Regions from separate parts of the Zea mays genome. Here region 2 is linked to region 1. The links are chromatin contacts, called in public Hi-C maps. All regions are on one chromosome and are shown on one strand. The core of a region is the stretch at or near the end of the contact, and the rest is flanking DNA. Distances in the headings are between cores, read along the strand shown.

Evidence for each region. Hi-C and Micro-C count contacts between places; a contact is called where the count stands out from the background.
Region 2: a contact with region 1 is called in a Hi-C map of tassel, with 1.8 times the contacts expected there. The contact joins the promoter of LOC103650604 here to the promoter of LOC100282862 in region 1. A contact is called at or near these places in 2 of 25 Hi-C or Micro-C datasets (ear and tassel).

What each region holds. Positions count from the first base shown.
Region 1 is chr3:137,222,168-137,228,630 of Zm-B73-REFERENCE-NAM-5.0, forward strand. LOC100282862 (40S ribosomal protein S9) reads right to left here and starts at 3,036. Exons shown (of 3, transcript NM_001291601.2): 1 at 2,945-3,036; 2 at 1,757-2,138; 3 at 834-1,210. The coding sequence starts at 2,972. The coding sequence ends at 1,036.
Region 2 is chr3:137,478,619-137,485,081 of Zm-B73-REFERENCE-NAM-5.0, forward strand. LOC103650604 (transcription initiation factor TFIID subunit 8) reads right to left here and starts at 2,768. Exons shown (of 2, transcript XM_008676175.4): 1 at 1,094-2,768. The coding sequence starts at 2,292. The coding sequence ends at 1,180.

The DNA.
Region 1 (6,463 bases), core at 1,786-4,285:
ACATTGAGGATCTCATATTTTATTTTATTTTTCACATTAATGTGTAATTATCATTGTTAAAAATGTTATTAGTTCTTTATATGCATCGTCATTTATCCACCAAAATTCACGAATAGAATTTATACTCACAACTATAATTTAAAGACCAAAAGAATTTATAAACAACGATGTTTATGTTTTAATTTTTTTTCATCCACATGCCATGATAAATGTTGAAATAATCTTGACTAGCTACATTTTTTTACAATCTTTTTATGTGACATTGTTTATATATGTGACATTCATTTTTTTGGTTATGATAAGAGCTACCATCTGTTTACACGAACATGGTAAACCCACTAATAACTTCTGAAAATACACGCTTAGCAACCTTTTTTACACTGACGAAACTGCATTACAACCCTTGTACAGTCAATGTAATCACTAGTTTCCAAATTTTCAAAAATTTAAGTGGCATGTTTCCAACGGACCCAATCATCCCTATCATCATAGTAGGTTTCTAGTTTTCCTCTATTTACTTTCATTTTAAACGTAGTACTCATATAAACATTTCTACATTTCCTTTGCCCATCAATTGAAACGCTTGAAACTTGATGAAAAAACATCCAAAAAGGTTAACTAAAATCAATCAACAAAAATACATTCTTAGCCACATCGCGATATCAAATGTTCACAGACCAGTTGTCAATACTGTCACAGCAACAAAATTTTAAGCGTATCATATACCCAATCAGTACAACAAGCTGAAGCAGATTATAAATAACATTTAAGCAAATCATTAGCCGATTGAAAGAACAGCTTAATAGCAACAAAACGCAAAAAAACAACCACATAAAATTGCAACAGAATTGAACATATCCAAACATAGCAGTTATGTAAAGGCTGATAATACCACAAGATAAAATGGACCATCCATGACACAGAGTCAGCACAGGGGACTCTGCGTCAGATCACACAGCTAAGCACTCATCATTCGAACAAGTTCAAGAAAACTAGATAATATTATTATATTGGTGTAACACTACTTGTCCATCCTCACTCCTCATCCTCATCACCAGCATCCCCGCCACCGCTTGCCTTCTTCTGATTCTTTCTCTTCACCCTTCCTGCGGGGCCTCCACCGAATGGGCTTGACAGTGAAAAGTCAATGTGCTTCTCAGACTCCACCCTCACCATGAATGATGGGACGTTGACAATTTGCCTGCCAACCCTGCAAGGTTCCACAAACAAACATTGATATCTCCTTTAACATCATAGTTTAAAAATAATTTCAGCAAGATAATAGATTCAGGGGACAACTAACCATGCTAGTCTAATCTATACAAGATAGTAGATTCCAAAAATGGTATATCATGAGTTCTTTAATGTTACAGAAACAGCTTAAGATAAACACAGATATATACTTCAATAGTGTTATTCTAATCACTGCCTGAAATGACTACAGAAAATCATTATAAACCCAAGAAAACATTTAGGGACAGGCAAACGAAGCAATGAACTTAAAAACATAAACTAAAGTTATGTGCTATTTTGAGAAGTTAATCCATAGGCACAAGCATTTACAGAGTCAAACAGAGAACAAAGAAATCATGAAATGTTTCACAAGACATGCAAGTAATCACTGACAATTCATTTATTACAACATAGGCAGCATCATTAATACTCCATGCTCATATCAGGCGCTTCCATTGAAATGGAGGTTTTTAAATAAACAATACCAAGAGCAAGCGTACTACAAGCAGCCATGTAAGCGTACCTGATGTGACGCTGCTTGATCAAGACACGAGCATGGTGAATGGACTTGGCCATGCCAGCCTTGAAGACAAGTGTTTGAAGCCGCCTTGCGAGGAAGTTCTCAGCGGTGAGGGCAAGAACATAATCAAGCTTGTTCTGACCCTCAGCAAGCAGCCCATAGCGGTTCATGCGGCGAAGAAGTGCCTCACCCTCAAAGATACGACGGGGGTTCTTCTCGTCAAGGGTGAGCAAGTGCCTTGCAGCATTACGGATCCTGCTCAGTGCATACTGGACCCTCCAAAGCTCACGCTTGCACCTCAGCCCATACTCACCAACCAGCTTCAGTTCAGCATCAAGACGCTCCTTCTCATAAGGACGCCTTGGTTTCTTGAACGTCTTACCATCTGCATGAAGTCATTTACCATAATTTACCATAAACATAACTAGGGGTATTTAAGAAACGTTAAAAAGCATAAGCGCAAAAACTAGAAACTAAATGTACAGCTAGTGGCCAGATATCCTTTTTAACCACAATAAAAAGATAAAAGAGCATTAAGTAACCATTTGATCAAACAAGCTACAAAATGCAGGCAACATAGAATGCATAACTTTGACATGGAAATACCGACTGCAGCATGGACCATACTAAAGAATAGGTGACATGACCCGTATAATTTAATTATTTGTCAAACAAACACAACATAGTGCCAAAAACCTATAGATAATAGTCACATAAATTTCTGATGGGTTTACACAAACAAAATGTTCATCCATAACATGTTTATTTCGCATGGGCAAACGAGAGGATTAGGCTCGCTCATCCCAGAACAACGCTAGCCACCACTTATAATCACTTCACATGAGCCGGATTCCGACCAACGCCCTACAAAACCTCAGATCGACTGCCACCAAGAGCAGTGGACATGCTAAATCCACCGATCTCCATGTCGCGGCGTAAGAACCATTCACCTCGCCTCGCAACTACGGCACTGATGGGAACACAAACCGAGACAAAACATTGGTGCTCCCAACGAGAGCCTTCAATAGGCCCTGCCATGGTCAGGTAAGGCCGACTAGCCAAGAACTCGACGAACTAGGACTATGCGCATCCCATTCGGCACCAGATCATGGCGCCTCCGCAACGAAAATGAAAGGAAACGAAGCGCAACGAACAGAGGAGTGGTGGAGGGGATCATCGGCGCGAGCTTACAGTTGCGGTAGAAGTTGACGTGCACCATGGCTGGTGCTCCTTCCCTCACACCCTCGCCTTCGCCTGCGTTTGCTCCGCCGCCGCCGCTTCTGTGTGGGGTAGGAGTGGAGTGGCTGGGCTGGTGCTAGGTCGCGAGGGCAGCTTTTATATGCCACCCCAAAACCCTAGTGGGCCGAGCAAGTTACAGGGCACTATGGGCCGGGTCCAATCAACAGCGCAAGCCTGATTTAACAGCACAAATGGTCCCTACCCTAGTCGCACGTGAATCTCGATGCAAGGCTCGGTGTGGTTCCGTGTTGCTAGTATTTCCTGAGGCAATCACCGCTAAATAGGTGCTAAGTGTTTTTTTTATTGTAGACTATATTACTTATAAAGCGAAGTTTTAAATAGAGAATAAGATAAGGAGTGTCAGATATAAAGCACAATTCATAAAAAAATAATTCCAACAATACTCTATTTTGTAAATTTTTATTATAAAATATATGACACTTCATAAAGTGACTCAAATATACTACACCCACGCTAGTGCACTATATTTGTTTTCTACATTATTCTCAATATTTTCTTTCCAAATAATGTAATTCACTTCCAAAAATACATGATTTAGTGCTTAATTGTTGGAGCGCATTTTGTTTTTAGTATCCTAAACACTTTAAATGATGTAGTGTTTTAATTTTTAGGGTACTATGATGAGCCACCTTGTTGAAGATGCTCTAAGACTATCTCCAATAAGCTTACCTACATCCATAATCATATTTAAACTTCACTCCGCGAACAATGCAGTCTACAGTGCAGAACATTGCAAAATAGTGTTTATGAGTAAACTTTGAATGAACTGTTAGAGATGGTATAAGCAGTTCTAAAGATAAAAAACCTCCGATGAGAAAAAAGGGGAGCAGCTCGATGTTGTCGAACCTGTGTGCCCACAAAGGACTTGCTTAGCATGGTTACAACACCAATCTCTAGGCAATAATTTAGTGGAACCTGCCAAACATCCAAACTCCACCTTTTTTGAGCAGACTAACTTGATAGAGTTGATGTAACTAGTTCATTTGGATATGGAGTTTTTCAACTTCAAACCAATTCGGTGGTATTTACTCATCAATGCTATCAAATAAAAAATCATTTATATTTTCCCTTGTATCCTATCAATCGAATCGTGTTTTCTCTCAGCATCCTCTACTCGCTCTCGTGCTTCCGCCTTCGACCCTATTTGTTTGGGCTTTTTTCATCTTCTGGATATCAAAAGCTGTTGCGGACTGCCAAATGCCCTAGCTTTTCAGCCCGTTTCTATAAGAATCGTTTTGGTAAAAACGGTTCAAAATCAACATGACAACACAGAATCGATCGAGTCGTCACGATAGTAGTAATCCGTCGCTTTCTAGATCTCGAACCCTTTGGACTACTTCATCTTTATCCGCACGTAATCCCCATGATACCTAGATTCTTCCCACAACTAGGTTCTCTTCATAGCCAGATTCTCAGAAAAAGATGGTTAGAAAAAAAGCTAAACCAAACAGGCTCTTTGCCCTGTCGTCCGTGACCTTGAGCTCTCGGTCCACCATTGATCGTGCGCCCCCAGGCCCCATCACCCGTCCCCTTGCAAGCCTGAGCCACCATCGGCCATGCGCTCTCCCACGCACCAGTCGTGCGTAGTTGCACCGCCTGGGGCCACGCATGGTCGTGCCCCTAGCCCCGTTGCGTCGACTGTGCCATGTGTGCCGGCATCACTGGCCACGTGCGGTCGCGCCACTAACCCCGTTGAACTTGGCAAGAATGTCATATCACCTGTAAAAACTTCTTTTTAATTGCTAGCCTCCCATGCAACTCCAACTCTCCATCTGGAGTTGTGGAGTGAATCAAAAATCTATGGAGTTGGTGCCATATCAAACAGGACCCAAAGACATTGTGAGCACAAAATACATAAAAATTCTACAAAGATAAAGCCTCCTTTGGAACACAAGAATATGAAAACACAGGAACAAGAAAAGCACATGATTAGAGTTGGTTATGAATCATAATCCTATATGATTTGAGTACGCAGAAAAAATTCTTGCATGGCCTTTGGATGCTATGTATGAACTTGAATAGATAGATAAGAATCATAGGAAAGTTTACAAGAGGTTGGGCCGCTTGTTATTTTTCCTCCAAAACTTGTACGGAAGAAAGCAATCTATAGAAATTTCAAAGGAATTAATGGGATTGAATCTTGTGATCCAAAGGCTCACGTAGAAAATTTTCCTGTAGGATATGATTCCTTTAAAAATCCTTCATATTTCCCTTTTAACACCTCAAAATCAAATTTTTGGTCTAAAGGGTAAGAAAATTATAAAATTATTTTAAAGAAAATTTTAATTCTATTTTAAAGGCTCACGTAGAAAATTTTAACACTTCTTATAAAATTATTTTGAAAAGTTTTTTAATTCCACTTAAAATCAACATGAACATAGAATCGATCAAGTCGTCACAATAGTAGTAATCCGTCGCTTTCTAGATCTCGAACCCTTTGGACCACTTCATCTTCATAGTGGCCGTAAGCGTCCTTCAAAATCAAAATAATAAAATTGCAAAAAGGAAAAGAAATACTCTTTTACCATGTCCAACGTCCAGTGCAAAATGTTGATGGTGTTTTGTTCTTGTAACACCTCAAAATCCAATTTTGGGATTTATGAAAACTTCTCCAAATACCGAAATTAAAAAGTTTCTTTTAAATGGACTTAAAAATTTCTTTAAAATGATTTTCTTACACTTCTTATAAAACAAACATGGTTTTTTGGAGAAAAAAATATTTAATAAAAGTATACATATATGAATTTAGTTATTCTTTTGTCGAAACATATATATTTATAAGTACTCTCTAAAGTATTTTATACACTAGAAATAATCTTTTCTTAAAATATCTAGTTTGGGATGTATGAATTGCATATCTAAAAACATTTCCTTAACTAGGATAATTAATAATAGATTAAAAATGAACCTTGCACTCATGCCGAAGTATTGTCTGTGCATCTAAATCAAAGATAGATACTTACACTCAGGATTTAATCTGGAATTCAAAACTCTATTTGAATTTAGGAAATAATAGAAAACTGAAAATAAAATAGAAAAAAGGAAAAAAGAGTACCTCACTGCACACTTGGGCCTTCTCCTTGCCTCCTAGCCGACCCATCTCACCATTCGACCCAACTCCTGCCAGCCCGGAACTCGTCGCGGTGCTGACAAGCGGGCCCGCGGTGTCGGTCTCCGCGCGCTTGTATCTTCAACGCCTGCATCGTTGCTGTCACCACCATGTGGGACTGCCCTGTCAGGATTGTCATTCACCTCGAGTTTGTTACAAACAGAATTCGGTTAGCGCGATTCCGGAAGATCCTCCCACCGATCGATGCTCGGCCCGTCGGCCGGACTCTCCCTTGGGGAGTATAAAATTCGGGCTCTCGCGACCCCCATGACCATGACGCACGTTCGGCAAAGCCTGACACCATTAACAATGCAGTGTCGAATAGGGAGAGGAGACTGAGC
Region 2 (6,463 bases), core at 1,518-4,017, 260 kb after region 1:
CAAACACTAAAATTGGCATTTCCACCAAACAAAGTTATCGTATCTAAAAGAGCAACATATGAAGCCATAATGCAGAGTTGCTCAATAGGAATAATATGGAGGGCACAAAAATAGAAATCTAGTTACAAGCAAAGTCATAAAGGGGGTGTTTGGTTTGAGGAATCACTTCATCCAAAATGTGATGATGCATCATGAGTCCATTCCTCAAATTTGGTGGGATGACCTCATTCCTCATATTAGTACTAACTAAATAACTATAAAGAATGAGGTGATGATGGATCAACTCAATCCATTCCACAAACCAAACAAAAAAGTGAGGAGTGAGAAGACGATAGACTAGATCATTCCTCAAACCAAACAGCTTAAAAGTTCCTGGTGACAGAGGTTACAAGCATGTGAAAGGACATAGGCAAGGAAATACCTACTTTACAGGCAAACTTCTTGTTGTGTTGCCATATCTCCAGCATACCATAAACACTCTAATAAAGTCCTAGGCACTAGATTGGAGGGGTGGGTGCAGGATAGTCATAATACCGAACTTACAGATTTTTTTTCTAGACTGATAGCCTAATTCCAAGTAGTTGGTTAAGCAAACTATTCTCTCTTTTAGGTGCACATCCAGATTTAGTTTTCTCTTAAGAGTCCTAACACAGAACTAGTATATCCTGCTCACTGTCCTTTGCATACATGAAATAGTGACTGCACGCAATACAATCGATTCCAGCTTCAATGGAAACATTTAGGCATAAAACCATGTATGATTATTGTCCAATGGTAGATCAATTGCTAATAATACTGAGCAGAGCAAGCCTACCAAAAAGGTAAGTTTTAAATTCCAGATTTTCTACCATCCAAGACTAATCAAAGTAGCTACAGCTAACGGATAGATGCATAGATGTTTTGTAGAGCTCTGTATCATTGTCCTAAATAAGCAATAAACAAATATACACTAAGACATTGCCCAGCTAAATTTGGCAAATTGTTCCACCATTTTGATGCACACAGGATTTTCAACTACATGGGTTTCATCCGCATGGGCCTCTAGAGCATTTGACAGCATAGACCAATGAGTTACCACAAGATAAATGTTTACCTCAAGATTCTAGAAACTGAAGTTCCATGATCACAACAACACGATGCGACTCCACTATTAGTACCAGACTTCCTCCATAAACAACTTTAGAGCTGAGGAAGTTCTTGTGGGTTCTCCATTGATGCCCTTAATATCATGCCCGCTCTCCGCTTCTTATCATCCTTTGTTTCCTCTTTCAAGAAGAAAAGATCATCCCTCAGATCCAGGGCTCTTGAATTCTGAGCTGCTGCTAATGACTTATTACTAAATCCAATCTTAAGATGAACTGGAGCCCTCTCTTTTGGAACAATGTTCCTTTGATTTTGATCCAACCCAGCACTAGCATCAATCTCCCTGATGGTTCTAGCTTGAATAGCTGGTGCAAATGCCTCAAGGACAGAGAATTTCTTCTTTTCCGGAGGCATATCAACCTCTGATACATCCTTCTGTCCAGGTAACAATGCTGGCTCAAGAAATGGATTTCTCTTCGTCCCAGCTGCCTGTATCTCCTTCCCCTTCAGCGCATTATCATGTGCCACAGCTGGACGAAACCTATCCGCACCAGCCATAGCCAGCCTTCGCTGCAGGCTGAGCAGGGACTTCTCAGCTTTCCTTCGTTGCCGCACCTGCTCCACTTTGTCAACCCTGTCCTTGGTCGCCGGCGGCTCAACCCACACCTCCGTCGTCACATAGGTGTGCGGATCTGGGAAAGCAGGCAGCCACTCCGGCACGTGCTTCATCCCAGTCTCCCTCCCAGTCACAGTGAAGCTGGCAGAAGGCTGCGGCTCCACGCGCTGGATGGGGAACCTAGGCAGCGGCCGCGCGAACGGCACCTCGTCCTTGGAATGGACAAACGCCATGAGGTCCTTGACGACGCCAGAGCCGACGAGGCAGTGGCCCGTGGTTGCCGCGCCAGCGAAACCATACGTGTCGGCGCCGACCTCCTCGAGCGCCTGGATGACGTCTAGCTCATTAGCGTGCGCGCGGCCGGCGAGGTTGGCGTGGAAGGCGGCAGACCGGCCCAGGTGGGTGATATAGCGCAGGACGGTGTCGACGACCGCGTCCACCGCGGAGCGGTGCGCGCAATCGAACCCCGCGGCCTGCAGTGCCTGCGCCACCGCGGCCCGCGCCACCGCCCGCCCGAACTCGTCCCGGCTGCTGCCGCCGCCTCCGTTCATATCTCCGCTGCTTCTCCTCTCCCCCGCTTTCCAGCCACCCATGCCACCGAGGCGCCGAGCAGCTCGCCGGCGCGGGTTTCAGATACGGACGGCGCTAGGATTCAGATCCCTCCGACCACGCCACCGCCCAGCACGAATCGATTACTCAGGCTCAGCGACGCAGCGAATCGAGCTCCGCCAAGCAAACTCATAAGAAGAGATCTTGATTTGAGTTCGCGTGCCTCGATGAATTTAGCACCAATTAGCAAGTCATCTAGGAGTAAATTTTGATTTCATGAGATTTCTGCCAATTATTACCAGTTTTAATATTGGACTTCCTCCGTTTACCACTTCAAAGATTGGATCCACTATCTTTCTAAGGCAGAAATTTAGAATTTTACCCATTATAAGAAGTTGGCTTTGTACTTCACCATTATTAACCATTAGCGGGTAATAATGTTACGATTCTAGAGAGGGGAGAGGGTCGACGACGACGACAGCGTAAGAGGAGGGATTGGCGGCAATGGAGGCATGAGTAAGGTTAGGGGGCGGCGTAGACGCGCGGAGGGAGAGGCTAGGACCATAGGGTCAAGGGGATAGAATGATGTATGATAAATGATCTAAATAATATTGTTTGTTAGATTTAAGTAAGATAGAGAGTTACCCGGCGATTTGAATCATTGGTTTTGATGGTGTGTTAAGTATGGATGCAATTTGTTTGGTGGATTCAGTAGATGTTATAGGTGTACATGTGATTTAGTTAAATGGGTTTTTGTAAAGTTTAAACTAGTGAATTATATAGTGGTATAGATTTTGATGGATTTCATCTGAATGTCATTATGAAACATGTCACACATGCTATAATGCTATTTCGTCATTTAATAAAACGAAAAAAATGATTGAATACAATTTTGTACCCTATTTTTCCTCATGTGTCTGAGGCCGCTGATAGGGGGGCTTAACGTTGACCGTTGGAGCTCGACGTTCTACTTGACGACACTAAAATATCTCCACAAGCGACATCGTGTAGTTGCACTACACGTCGCCAGTGGCTTTCTCGAGGAGGATCAAGAAGCAGAGCAACACCCTTGACTCCATGGTATGTTTCACGTCTCGCAACTTCAGAAGTGTCTTCGTGTGCCAACCGAAGTCGTAGAAGTGGATGCTCTTGACCTTCAACCAAGCCTTGTCTATGTGGAACAACATTTGTGTGTTCTTGAGAAGGCCGAGAACAATGTCAAGGGAAAGAAAGTAAAGCTTGTGAAGATTCCGTGGGAGAACCATACCGAGGAAGAAGCGACATGGGATCCTAAGGATGTGATGCACGAGCAATATCTGGAAATCTTTTCACTTGAGTAAGTTATCTTTCCAACTATTCCAACCCCCACTGGCTATTTGAAGTTCCTTGTCTACTCTTGTGTATATGTGTATACAAAATTTATTGCAAGATTTGAGATAGCTTTTCCCTTCCCACCTTTCTTGTTGGAAGTTTCAAGGAATATTCATGGTGTCAAGGTGAATATGTCCTTCTCTAGTCCAATAAGTTTTAACAATTAACATGATCAAATGCATATAAAATATGTATGATACAAATCAATCCAAGTTCCGTAAATCTAAGACATTTAGCTCACTACGTAGCTCACAAAACCTCCTATCATCTAAGGGCTTGGTGAAGATATCGACTAGCTGGTGATCGGTGCTAACATGGCTTATATTGATATCTCCCCTTTGCTGGTGGTATCTTACGAAGTGATGCCGGATGTCTATGTGCTTTTGTGCAGCTGTGTTCAACAGAATTATCCGCCAAACGGATTGCACTCTCATTATCACATAGGAGTGGGACTTTGCTCAGATTGTAGCCAAAGTCTTTTAGAGTTTGTCTCATCCAAAGTAATTGCACGCAACATTGTCCTGCGGCAATGTACTCAGCCTCGACGGTGGATAGGGCAACGAAATTTTACTTCATCTATATTGCTTCGAAATAGTTTAATAAAAAAATTGAAACGAGCTAAAAATGTGAGCTTAGTTTGCTTGTCAAGTTATTTAATGTAGTATCCACTAAAAATAAACCTTGTTATTGTTTGCTAAGTAATCATTCCATGATGTGTGTTACTTGCCTTCTAAATAATTAAAAGTAAGGACAATGGAAGAATAGTTATACTTAGCAACAAAGAAAATAACCTACCCCATGAAAATAGCTTCCTTGCTATGTGAAAATAACCTTGTTGTTATAAGAATGACTATTCAATCTTGTGTGAATTATGTTTGGATATATTACCTCTTGAAGCTGGCAAATGTGTGATGAAAAGTGTATTACTCACTAGTTGAGTGCACCTCTTTTCATATAATGTTGATGTGACGATTTATTTACAAGTTCTTTCATCATTCATACTCATGAGCATTTGCACATATGTTTCCTTCTAATTCATGCATTCATTCATTAAAGAGTGACATTTCGGAGACCAAAACCAACGAGCCTCCTCCTAAAACTAGTGTGTTAGAGGAATCAACTCAAGCACCAGGCAAGCAGCTAAGCATGTTTAATTTCCTAAGTTTTGCACATTTAATATGTTATGGTTTATATTATGGGTTGCATATGATTATGTTTTGTATATCTATGGAAGTAACTTATTCATGCTTTTACTTTTCTTGATTAGTTGGGGTAATTACTCTAAAATCTTGTTGAAAGTTGCCTAGAGGGGGGGGGTGAATAGGCAAGTTAAAACTTTTTCAACAAAACTAGAAACGAACTAGGTAAAACCGGTTCAACCGGTTTGCACGAGCTCAACTAAAGAATGAGATATAAAACTGAATTAATCTCGAAATTCACCCAGTTAACTTTGGAAATGAGATGTTCTAAATGATCCACAGGGCTCAAGGTAGTAGATTTGAGAAGGGCACTTCTCAAAATCCACACACCAAAAAGATATAAACAAATCTTCCACGCAATGGTGAGAGAACGAAGAACACAAACAAACACAATGAGCAAGAACACAAGAGATACAAGATTTATCCCAAGGTTCAGTCACACCACCAAGGTGCCCTACTTCCTCGTTGAGGCGCCCACAAAGAGGCGGGTCTCTTTCAACCCTAATCCTCCCTTTGCCTACCACAAAGGTCAAGCCCACACAATAATCTTTGCTCAAACGAGCGGGTAATACAAACCTTCTTGTGGTCTTCCACAAGATTTGAAGACTCACAAGAGACACCTAGTCGTCTAAGAGCTAGAAGCTCCAAGGGTAATGAATCCACAAAGAACTCGATGTAGTACCAAAGCTCGAATCAAGAAGAACAAGAAGGATTTGGAGATGAAGCACAAAATCGCAGCTCTTCAATCTCACTCAAAGATTTCTCTCCAAAGATTTGAAATGGGAGAGGCAAGAGGTGTGTGAGAGAGAGTGGGAGGTGTTTCTCAGGTTGGGAATGGAGTCCAAGTCATGCTCTTCTATGAGGGAGAGAGGTAGGAGTGAGTATAAATAGGTGGGGCTCCAAAACTAGCCGTTTTTTACTTTTCTGCTCAAAAACCGGTTGAACCGGTCCCAAAATCGATTGAACCGGTTTTCAAAAAGCTGCGCACAGCTTTTTGGCTGACACAGCAAGCTGGCAGCAAAAAGTGAACAGTGCAAAAACCGGTTGAACCGGTTTTAAAACTGGTTGAACCGGTTTCCACCAGACAAAAACCGGTTGAGTGTCCGGTTGAGTGTCCGGCTGAACCAGTATTTTCTAGAGAGCAATTTTGGCCAAGATAGACTTAAAAAGGTTGTACTATATACTTTCACTAAGGATTAACAAGGGTAAAATGGAAGTTTTAGATCAAGGATTTTGAGCTTTAGTACCAACACCAACCTTCTTTATGGATCCCCCTTGATAGTACGACGATTCCTATACTCAAGTTAAATAAAATATAATTAGGTAAACTCCTTGAGTCATTGGTGTCTCAAGTGTGATTTCTCCATGGTGTTGCTTCATAAGGATCACAAACATCTTTGTCTCACCTTTTGAAGCAAACACAAATCGAGCCAGTGACTTGTGCCATTTCACCATATATGAGTTCAAATCATGGCTTCAAGTCACCTTACCGATGCATCAACATGTTGTAACTCTTTATAGCTGATTAGTTCATCGACTTAGTGCAAGTACTCTCTTCTTCACCTTAGCCATGGTACCTCGGTCTACAAGCCGTCGCTTGGCCTTCACCTTCGCTTAGTTTCTCGAAGCCCTTTCCTTGCTATCT